Linked DNA regions of Sus scrofa: all the other regions are linked to region 2. A link is a contact called in public HiChIP or PLAC-seq and promoter capture Hi-C data. All regions are on one chromosome and are shown on one strand. Each heading gives the region's core, a stretch centred on a gene start, on an enhancer-like site or on the middle of the called end of the contact. The rest is flanking DNA. Distances are from core to core; before and after follow the strand shown. Region 1 holds the start of MOSPD3 (motile sperm domain containing 3). Region 2 holds the start of AP4M1 (AP-4 complex subunit mu-1). Region 3 holds the start of UFSP1 (inactive Ufm1-specific protease 1).

Region 1 (4,757 bases), core at 478-2,977, 520 kb after region 2:
CAGCTCCGATTAGACCCCTAACCAGGGAAACCCCATATGCCGCGGGTGCGGCCCTAAAAAGGACAAAAGAGACAAAATAAAATAAATAAAATAACAAGAAAACTCTCCCATAGTTTCCCATCAGTCTGTCTTACCGTGGGCCCTAAGGCTCTAGGTGATCAGCATCCCTCCTTCCACCTCATCTCAACGCTGAGTACTGTCTCCCTTAAAACCTCTGTTCCAGCCATACTGGTTCCTTGACCATTTCTATCTAGTACACATTTACTTCCGGCGTTTGCCTTTGCAGTTCCATCTGGAATTCTCTTCCACAGACATGTGTCGTGCTTCCAAACTTCAATCAGACCTCTGCTCAAGCTCATCCTAGTCACTCATTCATTGTTCACTCCACATGTTTTAGGTGCTGAAAATAAAACAAAACAAAGTCCCTACTGTTGTAGAGAGCAAGGTACATTCTACAGGAGCAGCGATAAACTAAAACATGCTATCAAGTAGCTCTATGAGTGCTGTGAAGAAAACAAAAGCGTGACAAAAGGACAGGCAAAGGGAGATTCTACATTTGATAGGGCGCTCAGAGAAGGGTTTCAGATAAGATAACTTTGTTTTGCTCCACTGCTGCTAACCAAAGGTGTGGCCTGGGGCAAGATTCTTCACCTTGTTGAAGCTGTTTCCTCCTCTGCGAAGGGAGTTGAAGATTCGGTGGGATGACGTAAGTAGCAAGGCTGACTCTTAATTCAGCAAGTAGCAAATATAAGTGATTTCCGAGTGAGTTCCGTGCAGGAAGGAATCAGAAGAACCTTGGGCTGAGATCCCAGTCCAACTGGGAGCTACTTCCAACTAGTTCTGTAGCAAACGGTTTTTGTTGCTGCGAAGGCTTCTAGGAGGACCTGGGATAGTAGAGAAAGAGGGCTCTCTCGTGGGAGGTAAATTCTAGTGATTCGGACGGGCTCAGAGTGGGGAGAAGGAACAAAGACCCATTCCCAGCCCCGCCCGGGTCCCCACCCCCGCTTATGCCAGGGTTAGCATTCTAGAGACGCTCGTAAAGTTTTACGTCACTAGGATGAAGCCAATCACCTCTTTACGTGCACCGATGGGCGCACTTACGGCTGAAACCAGGCGGCGCTGGCCAATGACAGAGCCCGTACGGCGGAAGAGTGAAACGGTCTCTCCGGAAGATGGCAGCCCTAGTACAGCCAAAAGCTGATTGGCAGGTGCTGTGACCAGAAGGCGAGCTTCATAGCAAGAGCGGCCATTCGGAGGCGGAAGTCCGAATAAGCGTCGGCTTGAGCTCAGGGAGGGGTCGGAGGCACAAATACAGGTCTCGGGAAAACAGAAGACGGAAAGGACAGCCCCGGAAGAGGCGGCTGCGGCAAGTAGAGTCTTGGGGGGGCAGACTGGGCAAGTGCCCAGGGACGCCCGGAAGGGGCGGGGCATGCTGCAGAGTGGGGCGGGGCTTATGGAGATCAGGAACCCGGACTGAAGACAAGGGCCCCGGCAGGGAGCTGGGAGGGGCAGGGTTTACGAGGTGGGCGTGACCCTCGAGGTAGAGCTTGGGGGCGGGGCCTAAGGGGACCCAAGGCAGAGCTGGAGAGGGGAAGGGTTTGGGGGGGCTGGGCCTGTCTTCTGGGGCCTCATCTAGCGGGATTCCGAGGCGGCGGCAGCATCAGTCCAGGCCCTGCCCTACGGTCTCATCCCGTTCCGTTTCACCCCTCTCGCCCCTCAGCTCTATCCTCCAGGCCCGTCCCCTGAACTCTGCCCTCGGATGTTCCACCGCCCAGAGCTTGCATGCGCCGTGGGGCGCCCCAGGACCAGGAGCTGGTGGGTTCGGGGGCTCCTGGGCGGGGGTCCCGGGGCGCCCCTGCTCCCTCGGGACCTGTTGTCCCGGTCCTCGTCTTTCCCCCGGATCTAGTATTCAGGGCGGACCAGCGGAGCGGCCCCCGGCAGTTGCTGACCCTCTATAACCCCACGGGAGCAGTGCTTCGCTTCCGAGGTGAAGGGGATGGGCGTCTCGCGCTAGGATCTGGGGACTGGCAGAAGAAAATTGGGGAGCTGTATGGATTGAGCAGTCAGATGAGTACGGTCGTATGTCCAGCCTAGGCAGAATGGATGATCGGAGGTGGGGGGGCGGGGTAGGAGGCAAAGGCGCTCCATGGGCGGGGCTTGTACAGGGTCCCTGAAGCAATAATCATTCTCTGTGCTTTCTTCCTCCAGTTCTGTGCACAGCACCTGCCAAATACACAGTGTTTGACGCGGAAGGATATGTGAAGCCTCAATCCTGCATTGACATGTGAGTTGGGAGGGGAGGGGTCGAGAGGCTGATGAAAGCCAGGGGTTGCTGCCAGAATAGTTCTCTGATTTACTGTGCTTTGGCCTTAGGTCCCAGACCTTGTCCTCTTCAATCTGTTTTACCCACCCCTCTGTCTGCGTCCCTAAGGGAAAGTTTCCTGGGAGGGTGGGGCCTGGATCCACTTGGATCACGGCCCCTCAATGGGCCTCTCTCCTTTCTTGAGACCAGTGTGATTCGCCACGTGGCCCCCAATCCCAGCCACTATGACGTCCAGGACCGCTTCCGCATTGAGCTGTCTGAGGAAGGAACAGAGGGCCGAGTGGTGGGGCGCAAGGACATCACCTCAGTTCTGAGGGCCCCAACGTACCCCCCTGAGCTTCAGGGACAGCCTGACCCAACGCCCCACCCAGGGCCCCCTTCCTGGACCGCTCCACCCTCGGCCCAACACTTCCCAGAGAGTGAGTTTGGGGATGGGAATTCTGAGAGTTCTGTAGGGAGGGAGGACCTAGCATGATCTTAGAGATGAGCTCAGTTGGAGGTGAAGAGGCCTCCGGTTCAGTCTTTTGCTTTTTGGTGGAAACCTACCTAGGAGTTGAGATTTTACATCAGGTTGGTTTCTGGCTTCCACTGAGGGGGAAAAAATGTTTCCCTTAGCTCTGACTTCAGTACTTCCCATCATGTATCAGCCAAGTTCAGTTCAATAAGAAGCGTAGGTTGAGCAACTCCTGCCGTCCCAAGTTGTGTATGTGTGGGAGACAGGGGTCTCTGCCCGATAGACCAGTAAGCAGGGCCAGTATTCAAGACAGAGTGAAGAGAGAGGAAGAATGATGAGGGACCAAAGGGGAGAGGGTGTCTTGTGGCTGTGGGGACAGAGGCTCCAGGGAGGAGAGGACACTTCCAGTGTCCAACGAAAAGTAGGTACACCTTCCATCTTCAGCCTCCTCCCTGTAGGACCTTGGGCTGGGCAGGAGTGCGGGCTGGAGCGTCTGACAGGCCTTGTTTCCCAGACCCCCACCCGCAACTGGCCACCAGCTCCTTCCTCCTCTTCTTGCTGATGGGCATCGTCTCGGTGGCCTTCCTGCTGCTCCCGCTCCAGGATGAACTTGGCAGCCAGCTGCCCCCAATCTTGCACGTCTCCCTGGGACAGAAGTTGGTGGCAGCCTACGTCTTGGGTGAGCACAGTGGTGGTGGTAGAGGATGTGGGCCCAGAGAGGGGGAGCCGGGACTGGAAAGGGGGCCTCCAGGGCCCCCGGCTGCATATACGACCTTGCTCTTTTGTTCTCCCCTCTCCAGGCCTCCTGACCATGGTGTTCCTCCGGATCTGAGCTCCCTGCTCCACCTCCACCACCCCCCTCCCCGGGCAGGGACGTGGACGTGGACATGAGACAGCCACTGTGATGCTCATAACCCTGCCGCCACGCCTGCTTCCTTCTTCCTCCCTCCTGCCCATCCCCCCACCCCTACACAGACAAAACCCAGGGATTTGTATTCATTTCCAAGTTGAATAAAATAAATTTGTAAAGTTGAGCTAAGACGTTTAGGGAACAGTCCCCTTTCTTTCCACTTTTTTTCCTCCAGTTCTTCCTACCCACTGGGGACCTGGCACCTGGGGCCGTGAAGAGGCCCAGTGAAGAACTGGGTGCTAGGCCTTGTGCTGCCCCAGAAGAACAGTGTACCTTGAGCAAGTCATTTCATTTCTCTTGAGCTTCAGTTTCTGCTTCTAAAATGAGGGAATTGGGGAGTTCCCACTGTGGCACAATGGGATTGGGACAAAGTTTCCATCCCTGGCCCACCACAGTGGGTTAAGGATCCGGCGTTTAGGTCACAGCTGTGGCTTGCATCAGATCCCCGGCCCAGGAACTCTTTATGCCAAAGGGTGGCATACATGCATAAATTGATTGATTAATTAATTAAGGGAACTGGGAAAGTTGATTCTTAATATTTGCCCTTAGCCCTATCCTAGGGATTAGGTCCTATCCCTAAGGAACCCACCTAAGCTAAAAAGAAACAAACAAAAATAGCATCTAATCATACCTGCTGCAGAACTCAGGTCTCACCATCTTGAGCCATCAGAGCCTCTTGCCAGGGTTGCTGGAGGCTTCCCATCCCCAGAATCCTAGTCTGCCTTTTCGCCCCTTTATCTGCTATTATGTTGCCTCCTCCTTTGACTTCGACCCCTGTGGGTCAGAAGCACTAAGGTCCTTGCCAAGATGGGGGAGAAAGAGCCCTGCCCGACATGACCTCAGCCTAACCAGGCAGGAGACATTTAGGCAAAGGAAAAGAACAGGATTCTTGAAAGGCAGGCTTCCGGCCCTCCTTCAGATGCAAGGCTAGGCGGGAGGAAAGGAGGAGGGGCAGCCAGTGACACTGGCAGATTGTTGATTGGGAACAAGACAACATGAAGACAGACTCAGTCTGTTATGCTGCTGGAAGGTTATCAGTTGTTCCAGTTTTACTTTGGGGGCCTTGGGAA
Region 2 (4,628 bases), core at 2,007-4,506:
TGCTCTCACTGACTTCTCTGCCTCGACTCTCCCCTTTTGTTCTACTTTCTTTCTTATGCTTCTGAACGACTACAAGAATCAAACGGACTCCCAAGCTCCCCCTTCCCTGAGCCCCAGACCACATCCCCCAAACTCACATGTTCTTGCATCTTCATCTCCTGGAATTTGATGAATTTGGAGCCACGTGTCTGAAGATACAGTCGCCCTCCTGAGCGGTTGGTCTGGCACTCCTGGCTTGGGCACATGATCAGAGGCATGAAAGTGGGAGACTGGATCTAGGATACAAAAAACAAAGCACCAGAGGAAATGAGAAAAAAAAGGGCTCCTTAGAGTTAGTCACCTAAATGACGTTTCTTCTCTGTGATAGAAAACATGGGATTGCTGAGTACACCAAGAACACAGAATGGATGGAAAGGCCATCCCATGCTGGAAAAAGAATGAAAACACACAGGTGTGTTTTACAATTAACAGACCAGTAATGACAACATATAATCATCACAAAACAAATTAATTCATACAAAAACCGCTGACAAAAGTAAACACATTCCCATTCTTTGCTCTATACATACCGGCTGGTAGGTCTCTGCCCCACACTGGTCACAAGTGTAAGTGGCCACCACCATTCTGGGTTTGACTTCAGAAACGCGAGTGACAATTCCACGCACAGTTACCAATTTCCCCACAGAGTCAGCCCGTACTTCACGGATCACACGAGGTTTGCTACTGCTCGGGCCTTGAAAATACAGCTCGCTAAAGGGGGAAGAAAGTGATGAGCAAGGTGCTGGGGATCAAACCCCCACATACTTCCCCCTGAGCCCACTCACAATCTGCGCATCAGTTCAGGAGGGTACTGGTTTTGGGGACTCCGGGCTGCCCCTGGGTCCCGGCTGCGCTGCTCCATCATCAGCCGGTGCTCAATGTAAACATCCAGGACATCTTTATTTACCACCTGAAAGGATAGGAAAATAAGAAAACTAAGTGGTAAGATAGGGAAAGGAGACAGCATAAAAGGCTCCAGGCAGCAATCACCACCCTTTTTGCCAGCTCAGAAAATACCTGAGTTCTCTTGTGGCACAATGGGTTAAGGATTCAGCGTTGCTGCTGCTGTGGCTCAGGTTGGATGCCTGGCATGGGAACTTCCACATGCTGTGTCAGGGCCTAACAACAGCAATAGAAGAAAATACCCGAGTAGCTTCTCAACAGAAACCTAAGTTTCTTGCCCTGCATTTTCCTCACCTCCCTCTCCTTGTACTGAGGCAGCAGCTCTTGCACAGCATCAGCGAAGAGCCTGGCATAGCGCTTGGTGTTCTCACAAATGGAGTCCACCAACTCAGGATCATCCTCAGTGACGTCGTCTAGGTCTATGTACATTGCCACTTGCTCCCGATGAGCCAATCGAACCTGGGGGTGGGGGGAGACGGCAACAGAGCCAAGTTCACAGGCAAGAACCCATCACTGTGGCTCAACACACAAGTTACCAAGCCTCCAAAGGACAGAAAGAGCACTGTGAGACAGAAAAAATACTCACCTCTCAGTTAACTCCTAAAAATACCTTAATTATTGTGAATATAGTACTGTTAACAGGTATGATGCTAAACTTGTCACTTAAAGAGAAAAACAGCCTTGCTAAAACAAGTCAGGCCACTTCTTAGTAGCTCCTTAAGCCACCATCCCATTTCTTCTACCTAACCTTAGACTTACCAACTGGTTCCCATACTTGAACTGCTTCTTGCCAAGTTCGTCATCTTGGTAAAACTCCTGTAGAAACTTCTTCACTTTTTCTACAAGGAAAGTGTAAAATCGTGACGATCAATCTTTCTTCAGATACCTTACTCCAAACTCCTCTGATTCACTTTCACTTAAAATGAGATCTCTGAACTAATTAGATAAATGAAGATTTATTTAAACAAACCTACAAACTCCTTTTCCAAGTCCGTTTTTATCTGGGGGAGCAGAGGGACCCCTGGCAGTTGCGAATATTACCCAACACCCACCCCCCAAGGGAATTCCACTCTCAGCCTTAGTTAGAAATCTCGGAACCCTTTTCCAAGGGCCTCCCACACCTGGCAACACACCCAGATCTCAAGACTCTCAGCTTTTCTTCCGCGCGAACGCTTCCCCTTTTCTTTCTGTCTCCTAAATCGCCGCTCTCACCGGGACCTCCGCCACCAGGCCCGTCCTCCGCCCCACCCCCTCTCCCGCCACTGCTTCCGCTCTTAGTAAACAAAGAAGCACATGGGCCCAGATGATGCCGCCGCCTCACAGCCCGGGATTCCTCCGCTCAGGGCGGGAGACCGTCCAGCGATTGGCCAGCTCCTCGAGGGCCACTCCGTCCCACCCCACCACTTCTTCCCTCGGTCTTCCTCTAAACTCCCCCATCCCAGGCACGCCCCCATCCTCAGTAGTTCTCTCCGCGGCCACCGCGCGGAAGGACACTGTTTACACACGACACCCTCCAGCGGTGTCGCGCAACTTCCGCTCGCCTTCACTTCCGCTTGGAGGTTAGCCTGACGCGACCAATCCCGGCGCGCAGCGGCTCAGGCCTGCCCGCCCCCGGGGCTTCGGCGCGTCGCGGGAGGACGCGGCTACTCTTGAGTGCCTAAGACCGTGGAAGGAAGCGGGCCCGCGGGTGCCAGACCCTGAACCTTACGGCCCCTGGAAGCCTTGGTCTAAGGCGCGACCGTTCCTTCTGGAGCCTCCAGCCGGGGTGTCCGCCCCCCACCCCACGATACCCACTCCTTTCCCGGACCCGGTTACCAGCTCTTCCCCGACCCTGGCGCCTCGTACGCCTCCCAGTTACCGTAGGCCTCAGCCCCGACGCTTCCCGACCCTACCGTTGACCTTGCGCTCCGGGCCAGGCCCCTCAGGAACCCAACCCACCACCAACAGGTGTTGGTCAGGAACCTTTCCGCGCAGGACGCCCCTCCCACGCTTGCAGACCCTCACCTTTCTCGAGAGCGTAGTCCTTAAGTGCCATTGCTGCCCAGGGCTGCGCGGCAGCAGTTGGCGGGCTCAGACCTCTCACTGCCTGGGCAGCAAAAACCGTCTGCGCCGTGGTCCGCAGCCGACCAACCGAAATTGGCGCGAAACGTCGCCCCCCATGTGACCAGCGCCGCTGTGTGCGGGCCAATCAGAGAGGAGGTCCTCCGCCCCGCCCACTCGCCACAGGCCCCAGCGTCAACCAATCACCGGGAGAACCTGGGGTGACTGACGGGGAAATGGCGCGGGTACTGAGAGGGAAAGGCTGAGCGAGGCGGGGCAGGCGCCAGGTTTCCCGCGGTCGGAGGAGAAGCCCTCTTAAAGGGCCAGCCCATTCCCGTCCTTTTGTTCCGGGGCCGCAGGGCGGGGCAGGCCCAACTTTTCGCTGCCTCCTGGTCTACCCTCCAGAACGGCCATGATTTCCCAGTTCTTCATTCTGTCCTCCAAGGGGGACCCGCTCATCTACAAGGACTGTATCCTTGGCTTGCGGGGCGGGGTTGGGGCTGGGTGGGACTGGTGCCTCCGAGCTAGCCAGTGTCGCTGGCTCCTTAGCTGTTCTTCTATCCCGTCAGTCCGCGGAGACAGCGGCGGCCGGGATGTGGCAGAGCTCTTCTACCGGAAGCTGACGGGACTGCCCGGAGACGAGTCTCCTGTTGTCATGGTAACCACTGGCGGGGGTGGGGGGTGGTGGTGGAAGGGATGCGCTCAGCGCTCCGAGGCGGCGGGGGCTGGGGTGGGGAGGGCAGTGCGGGGATCTTCCCAGGGCTCTTTCCCTGAGAGCTTCTACTTGGGAAGTGCAGTAGTCCAAATGTTAATGGCAGTTTATTGAGCAGCAACCGTGTTCCAGGCACAGTTCCTTACACATCTCTGTCCTCAGCTACTCAGTTAGTTGGTACTGTTATTAATACCATTTACACAATAGGAAGCTGGGCTCTAGGGAGGTTTCATATGTGGCCCCAAATCACGTTGCTAGTAAGTAGGGGAATCCGGATACTAGCCTGTCTCACAGGCCAGGAATCATTACAACTCTCGTTTCCTAATGCTTTTCCCCCTGCCTCTACCTCAGCACCACGATGACCGTCATTTTATTCACATCAGACACAACGGCCTCTATTTGGTGGCCACGACTTCAGAGAACATTTCTCCCTTCAGCCTCCTAGAGCTGCTCTCCCGGTGAGGAGGACAGGGCTGGGCACATGGGCGTGGGGGTGGGAGAGGAGGCCGATATGCACACTCCATTGTGTTTCTGCAGGCTAGCCACTCTCCTGGGAGATTACTGTGGCTCCCTGGGCGAGGGGACCATCTCCCGCAACGTGGCTCTGGTCTACGAACTCCTGGATGAAGTGCTGGTGAGGTCTGAGAACGTCCTTCCCTGTCCCCTATTCTCTGAAGATACATCCCGTGGTTGGGAGACCAAGTCCACTCATTTTCACCCCTTCGCCCCACTGACCACCCAAAAAATGTCCTTCCTCTGCCCGCAGGACTATGGCTACGTACAGACCACATCCATGGAGATGCTGAGGAACTTCATCCAGACGGAGGCCGTGGTCAGCAAGCCCTTCAGCCTCTTTGACCTCAGCAGTGTTGGCTTGGTCAGTCAAGGGACAGAGGAGGCCAGCATGGATGAGGGTTGGTGGGGAGTGTCGGAC
Region 3 (4,731 bases), core at 502-3,001, 720 kb after region 2:
GTTGTCCCCCCCCCCCCCGCAGTAATTCATGTTCCTGTCCGTGTTGTACTCCCCCCAGGCCTGACTCCGGGACTCCCCTACCCGCACCAGACTCCCCAGGGCCTGATGCCCTATGGTCAGCCTCGGCCCCCCATCTTGGGCTATGGAGGTAAGTGTAAGAGGGAGTCAAAAGGACTTGATGATGGTGAGGGGCCGAGAGAAAGAAAACTTAGCTAGGATGTAGTTGAGGTCACGGTTTTTCAGCTCAACATTGATGTTTTTCATAGCTGGTGCCGTTCGCCCTGCAGTCCCCACAGGAGGGCCTCCGTACCCCCATGCTCCCTATGGTGCTGGCCGAGGGAACTATGATGCCTTCCGAGGCCAGGGAGGTTATCCTGGGAAACCTCGAAACAGGTGAGAATGGGCTGCCTAAATATTCTTGCTCCCTTTTGGGGTCAGCTCTCATCATCCTATCTTACCTCTTTCTTATCTCAAAGGATGGTCCGTGGAGACCCACGGGCCATTGTGGAATACCGTGACCTGGATGCTCCAGACGACGTGGATTTCTTTTGAGCCATCTTTTCCTCACTCCTGGTATCATCTACAAATATGACTGCTTTGTCCCATCCAACTCTGAGAAGTTTTTGTACGTTCAGCCTTACTGCCGATAAAAGCACTTCCACGGTCACACTCTTTACTTAGTGTATAATATACACCTCCCCACATTCTCCCAAAGATTGACTGGGGCCATGGGTAGCTGGGCCTTGCCACTTTATTGACACCAAAGGTCCCAGGTTTTGCTGGGACTTCCTGGGGGCCTGATGTCAGGCAGCCTCTGCCTTTGAGTTGGGGGTAGGTGAGTGTATATGGAACTAGAGATGTTTTGGTTCTGGGATCTTAGCCTCAGTCCAAGGCATTTCGCTGCTTTTCCGAGTTACAGCTGGTCAAGCACAGGTTGTAGAAGGAGTTGGGGTCAAAGGCTGTGCTTACCTCTTGCCAGCCCACCCACCCAGCAGCCTGTAATTCACTGGGGTTTTTCGGAGCACCCCAGCAGTGAGGGTCCAATACCAGGACATAGGCTTCTGTGCCTGGCCCCAGGCACACTCCCAACAAGGCCTTGGCCTGGGCATCTGCATCCCCGCCAACCATTACAGGCCCCCCGCCTCCTGCAAAGTGAGAGTAGAGCCTCTCCAGCTCCCCCTGAAGCCCTGCTCCACGGGGCACGTGGCATAGGCGCCCCTGAGGCCCCCCGAAATGATCCAGGCAGAGGCTGGCCTCTACACACCCGATCCAGCTCCGAGAGCCCCGGAAGCCGGGTGGCTTGTCTCCCATGTCCTCCAGGGCCGCCTGCACGGCAGCCAGCCCGGGTACCCCCGTCGGCCGGCCCTCTGGCCACGAGCACAAAGTCTGCAGAGTGCGGTAACCGCAGCCCCAGCCCCGGTCATCCAGGCCGTCGCAGCCGTAGTGGTAATAGAGGTAATGGCCCGAGAGGAGAGCCAGGCGAGCGGGGCCGCGGGCGGGCGGGTCCAGGCCCAAGTGGACATCCTTCAGCGGCTCCAGGGCGGTGGGTGGGCGCGGTGGTCGCTGGGCCGGGCAGGTGCGGTCTCCGTGCGGCGCGAAGCGAACTCCGGGCTCCAGCGCGTCCTCTCGGCCCCGAGGCTCGAGCCAGCTGCGGGCAGACTCGGCGTGCGGGCCCCACGTAGCAGCGGAGAGAGAGGCCGCCCCTTAACGTCGAGGCCGAGCCGCGGGGCTCCCACAATGCACCGCCGCGTCGCCGGCGTCACCGCGCAGGCGCGAGCTCCGCCTCGCGGGGCGGGCGCCGGCCCCCCCTCCCACGCCAGCGATCAATCCGTCCCACCGGCTTTCGCACCCACGCTTCCATTCACCCGGTGGTTGAGGCTTTCTTCCCAGATCCCAGCCCCAGTCGCGCACACTTCTGTGGCTGATAACAGTTTATTGGCAGCCCAGAGGGGCGAAGGCACCGTGGGGGAGGGGGCTCGGCCCGAGACATGCAGAGGGCGGGGAGCCCCAGGGGAAAGGTGGGTGGGCAGGGTCTAGGAATCCTCTCTGTTATATCCCAGCCCTTAAATAAATAGTATATACAGCTGGGGGGGCTGGGCGAGGCGGGCAGGGCAGAGGGACGTGGGGTCCCGCCTGGATCACAGGTCTGAGCAGCGATCCTGCTTGCTGTAATGGTCAAACTGGTTCTTCCAGTGCACCATGTAGGAGCTCCAGCGGTGGAACTCGGCCTTCCACTGGCGCTCCGCCTCGTCCAGCGTGTCTGCGGCCAGGGCGCCCGGCAAGTGGGTGCGGGGAGGACAATGGAAAGGAAGGGAATGGACGTGCGGGGGTGGGTGGGGGGCAGTTCGGGGAGGACACACGGAGAATGTAGGAGGCCATGTGGGATGGTGGAAAGAGGATCAGGAGAATATGCGAAAGAGGGAAGACGGAAGACCAGAAAGAGGACAAGGATAGAGGCGGGGCCGGAGAAGGATGGCGGGAAGGAGGAGGGAGGGGGAGAAAATGACCGGAAGACGGGCACAGAAGGGGTCAGAGGAGGAGGATCCGTGGGTTGGTGGGGAAAAGAGAAGAGACAGAAATGGTTGGCGGTTATAGCCCCACTGTGTGGTGCTATCTAGCCCCAGGGCCTCACTCTCTCCCCAACACCAAGCTCAGGCTCCAAAGAATAATTTTATATAAAAAAGAAAATTGGCTTTTTCATTTCCACTTAGACAACGAAGGCGTGTGGGTCCCTGAGATGGGTCACCGGTCCTCTCCAGCCCCCCAGCCCTGTCCAGTTTGAGTTTCTCGGTTTGAGGAGGGAGGGGGCGCTGGGTCGGAGATCCCTGAGTGGGGCCCTTCCCCACGGTCCGACCACTCTTTAGAGGAGGGGCCCCCTGAGGCCGGAGGGGGAAGAGGCCATGGTCACAGCCGCAGGAACCGGGAGAGGAAGAGGAGGAGGAGGGATAGGGGGAGGCCGGGCCTGGGCCTCGGGGCAGCCTCCCCGTGGGCGGGGCCTGAGCAGGTGCAGGGGGCCTCCGAGGCTGGGGGGAGAAGAGAGGGGTTATACCCTGCCGGCTCCCGCACCCCTCTCTCTCTCCGCGCCCCTTTCCCGTTCCTCCGCCCAGCCCTGCCTGCGGGCTTCTGCGTACCTGTGGCGCTGAGCAATTTGGGTAGGAAGCGGTTCCAGAAGGCGCAGGCCTGGGCACGCAGCCCGCGTCGCACCTCCAGCGGCCGCAGGTTCAGGCTCACGTACTGCTGCGCTCCCGCCGTGTACGGGGGCCACTGCGGGGCTTTGGAATCCCAGGGGTCATTGGGGTCCCTGCGGAAGGAAAGAGAAGGTTCGGCCTCAGGCAAGCCAGCCCCTCCCTGGGGCCTGCGGAATGGAGATGGAGAGTAGGGGGAGGCAGGCTGCTTCCTGACCCCGTGCCCTCTTAGGCTCCAGGGAGAGCCTCATCCCCTCCCTCCCACCGCCTCCTTAATCCTTTCTCTTTTCCAACAGTCCCTGTTGCCTGGAGTCTTCCCCTTCCTCCTGCCTTCCCTCTTTCTGCTGTTCCTCTTCTTTTCCCTCAGTTTTACTGCTCCATCTTTGTTTCTCCCATTAAAAAAAAAAAAAAAAAAAAAAATTGCTGATTTATTGAGCCCTTTACTATATAAACAGGCCTGGTCCTCTCTCTACAAACGTCATATTTACTTCTGCCAACACCCGTATGATGCTGAATTTATGGTCCCCTTCTTCAGACAGGTAAGCTGTCTGCGTGCGCGCACACATGTCACAGCTAATAAAATCACCACCAGTCCAACTGATCCAGTTCTACACTTCAGCTCCTAACTGCGACGGTAACTCCTTTGTCCTTGTCTGTCTCTTCTCTTCACCTCCCTCGGTTCTGTCCCTGTCTCATCAGGATGTGCCACTGCCTCCCCCCTCCCCTTCTCTTGAGGTCTCCTTTGTCATTCTCTCTCCCCCTTTGTCTCCCTTCCTTTCTGAACTTGTCCCCCGCCCAGCCCTTCCTGTCTGCTCTGCTTTTCTGCCTCTTTCTCTGTCTGTCTGTCCCCTCCCCTTGCCTCCCAGGTTCCTGGGGGCCTTCCTCCCCTCAGTACCGCTGACCCTGTGCGGGCGAAGTTGGCCCAGTATCTCATCAGTCGCTGGGCAAAGGTTCTCTCCTCGACGGTGTAGTTTAGCGAGGGTTCCAAGGGGAGCCCGAAGATGAACTCGATCTCGTAGCCGTGGGGCACCCCCATCCAGAGGGGCCAGGAGAGTGTGGATGCTCGGTGTTCAAAGACGTAGGCATAGACTCTGGCGCCCTGGGCGGCCAGTCGCCCAGCCAGCTGGGCCACGGGGCACACGACGTTGTGGTCGCCCACCAAATCACTCATGGCCTCCCTCAGGCGTGCTGGGTCCTCAGGGTGTAGCCAGTCTGTGTAATGCAGGACCACAGCCTCGGCAGCCAGGTCGCTTGCCTGGGGGACCCCGACCCGCACCCCGGCCAGGAACTGGGCCCGGCTGATGAGAGACTCGTTGTCTTTGCTGAAGCCTGGGGCCCCGTAAACCAGAAAATAGGAGCCCTCATCCTTCACCACACCCACCAGCACCTGGGGGGACAGGATGGAGGGATGGGGGGTGGGGAAGCACAGACAGACAGGCAGACAGAAACAGATGGACAAAGAGCCAGAGAGATGAACAGTTATAGACCCAGAACCAGGGAGGAAGAGAACTGGAGATTGGGAAAGGGAAGGAGAGCACGAGAAAAT

What was found. Promoter capture Hi-C pulls out the DNA fragments that hold promoters and counts their contacts. HiChIP or PLAC-seq counts read pairs in DNA pulled down with a chosen protein or histone mark.
Region 1: a contact with region 2 is called in an H3K27ac HiChIP or PLAC-seq map of alveolar macrophages. The contact joins the promoter of MOSPD3 here to the promoter of AP4M1 in region 2. A contact is called at or near these places in 2 of 2 datasets of contacts at active chromatin or transcription factors (alveolar macrophages and skeletal muscle).
Region 3: a contact with region 2 is called in a promoter capture Hi-C map of fetal liver, with 4 times the contacts expected there. The contact joins the promoter of UFSP1 here to the promoter of AP4M1 in region 2. A contact is called at or near these places in 2 of 5 promoter capture datasets (fetal liver and liver) and 1 of 47 Hi-C or Micro-C datasets (epiblast stem cells).

What each region holds. Positions count from the first base shown.
Region 1 is chr3:8,530,018-8,534,774 of Sscrofa11.1, forward strand. It overlaps MOSPD3 (motile sperm domain containing 3), which reads left to right and starts at 1,728. Exons shown (of 5, transcript NM_001195356.1): 1 at 1,728-1,987; 2 at 2,209-2,284; 3 at 2,513-2,742; 4 at 3,292-3,456; 5 at 3,578-3,811. The coding sequence starts at 1,783. The coding sequence ends at 3,609.
Region 2 is chr3:8,010,445-8,015,072 of Sscrofa11.1, forward strand. AP4M1 (AP-4 complex subunit mu-1) reads left to right here and starts at 3,257. Exons shown (of 15, transcript XM_021086202.1): 1 at 3,257-3,452; 2 at 3,552-3,640; 3 at 4,046-4,152; 4 at 4,232-4,328; 5 at 4,461-4,571. The coding sequence starts at 3,395. It overlaps MCM7 (DNA replication licensing factor MCM7), which reads right to left and starts at 3,603. Exons shown (of 15, transcript XM_021086193.1): 1 at 2,947-3,603; 2 at 1,702-1,781; 3 at 1,237-1,401; 4 at 825-949; 5 at 570-750; 6 at 138-275. The coding sequence starts at 2,977.
Region 3 is chr3:8,730,538-8,735,268 of Sscrofa11.1, forward strand. It overlaps UFSP1 (inactive Ufm1-specific protease 1), which reads right to left and starts at 1,752. Exons shown (of 1, transcript XM_003354480.4): 1 at 734-1,752. The coding sequence starts at 1,311. The coding sequence ends at 883. SRRT (serrate RNA effector molecule homolog) reads left to right here. Exons shown (of 21, transcript XM_003354479.3): 19 at 59-148; 20 at 267-393; 21 at 477-667. The coding sequence ends at 552. It overlaps ACHE (acetylcholinesterase), which reads right to left. Exons shown (of 5, transcript XM_003354481.4): 3 at 4,088-4,572; 4 at 3,132-3,301; 5 at 1,914-2,260. The coding sequence ends at 2,139.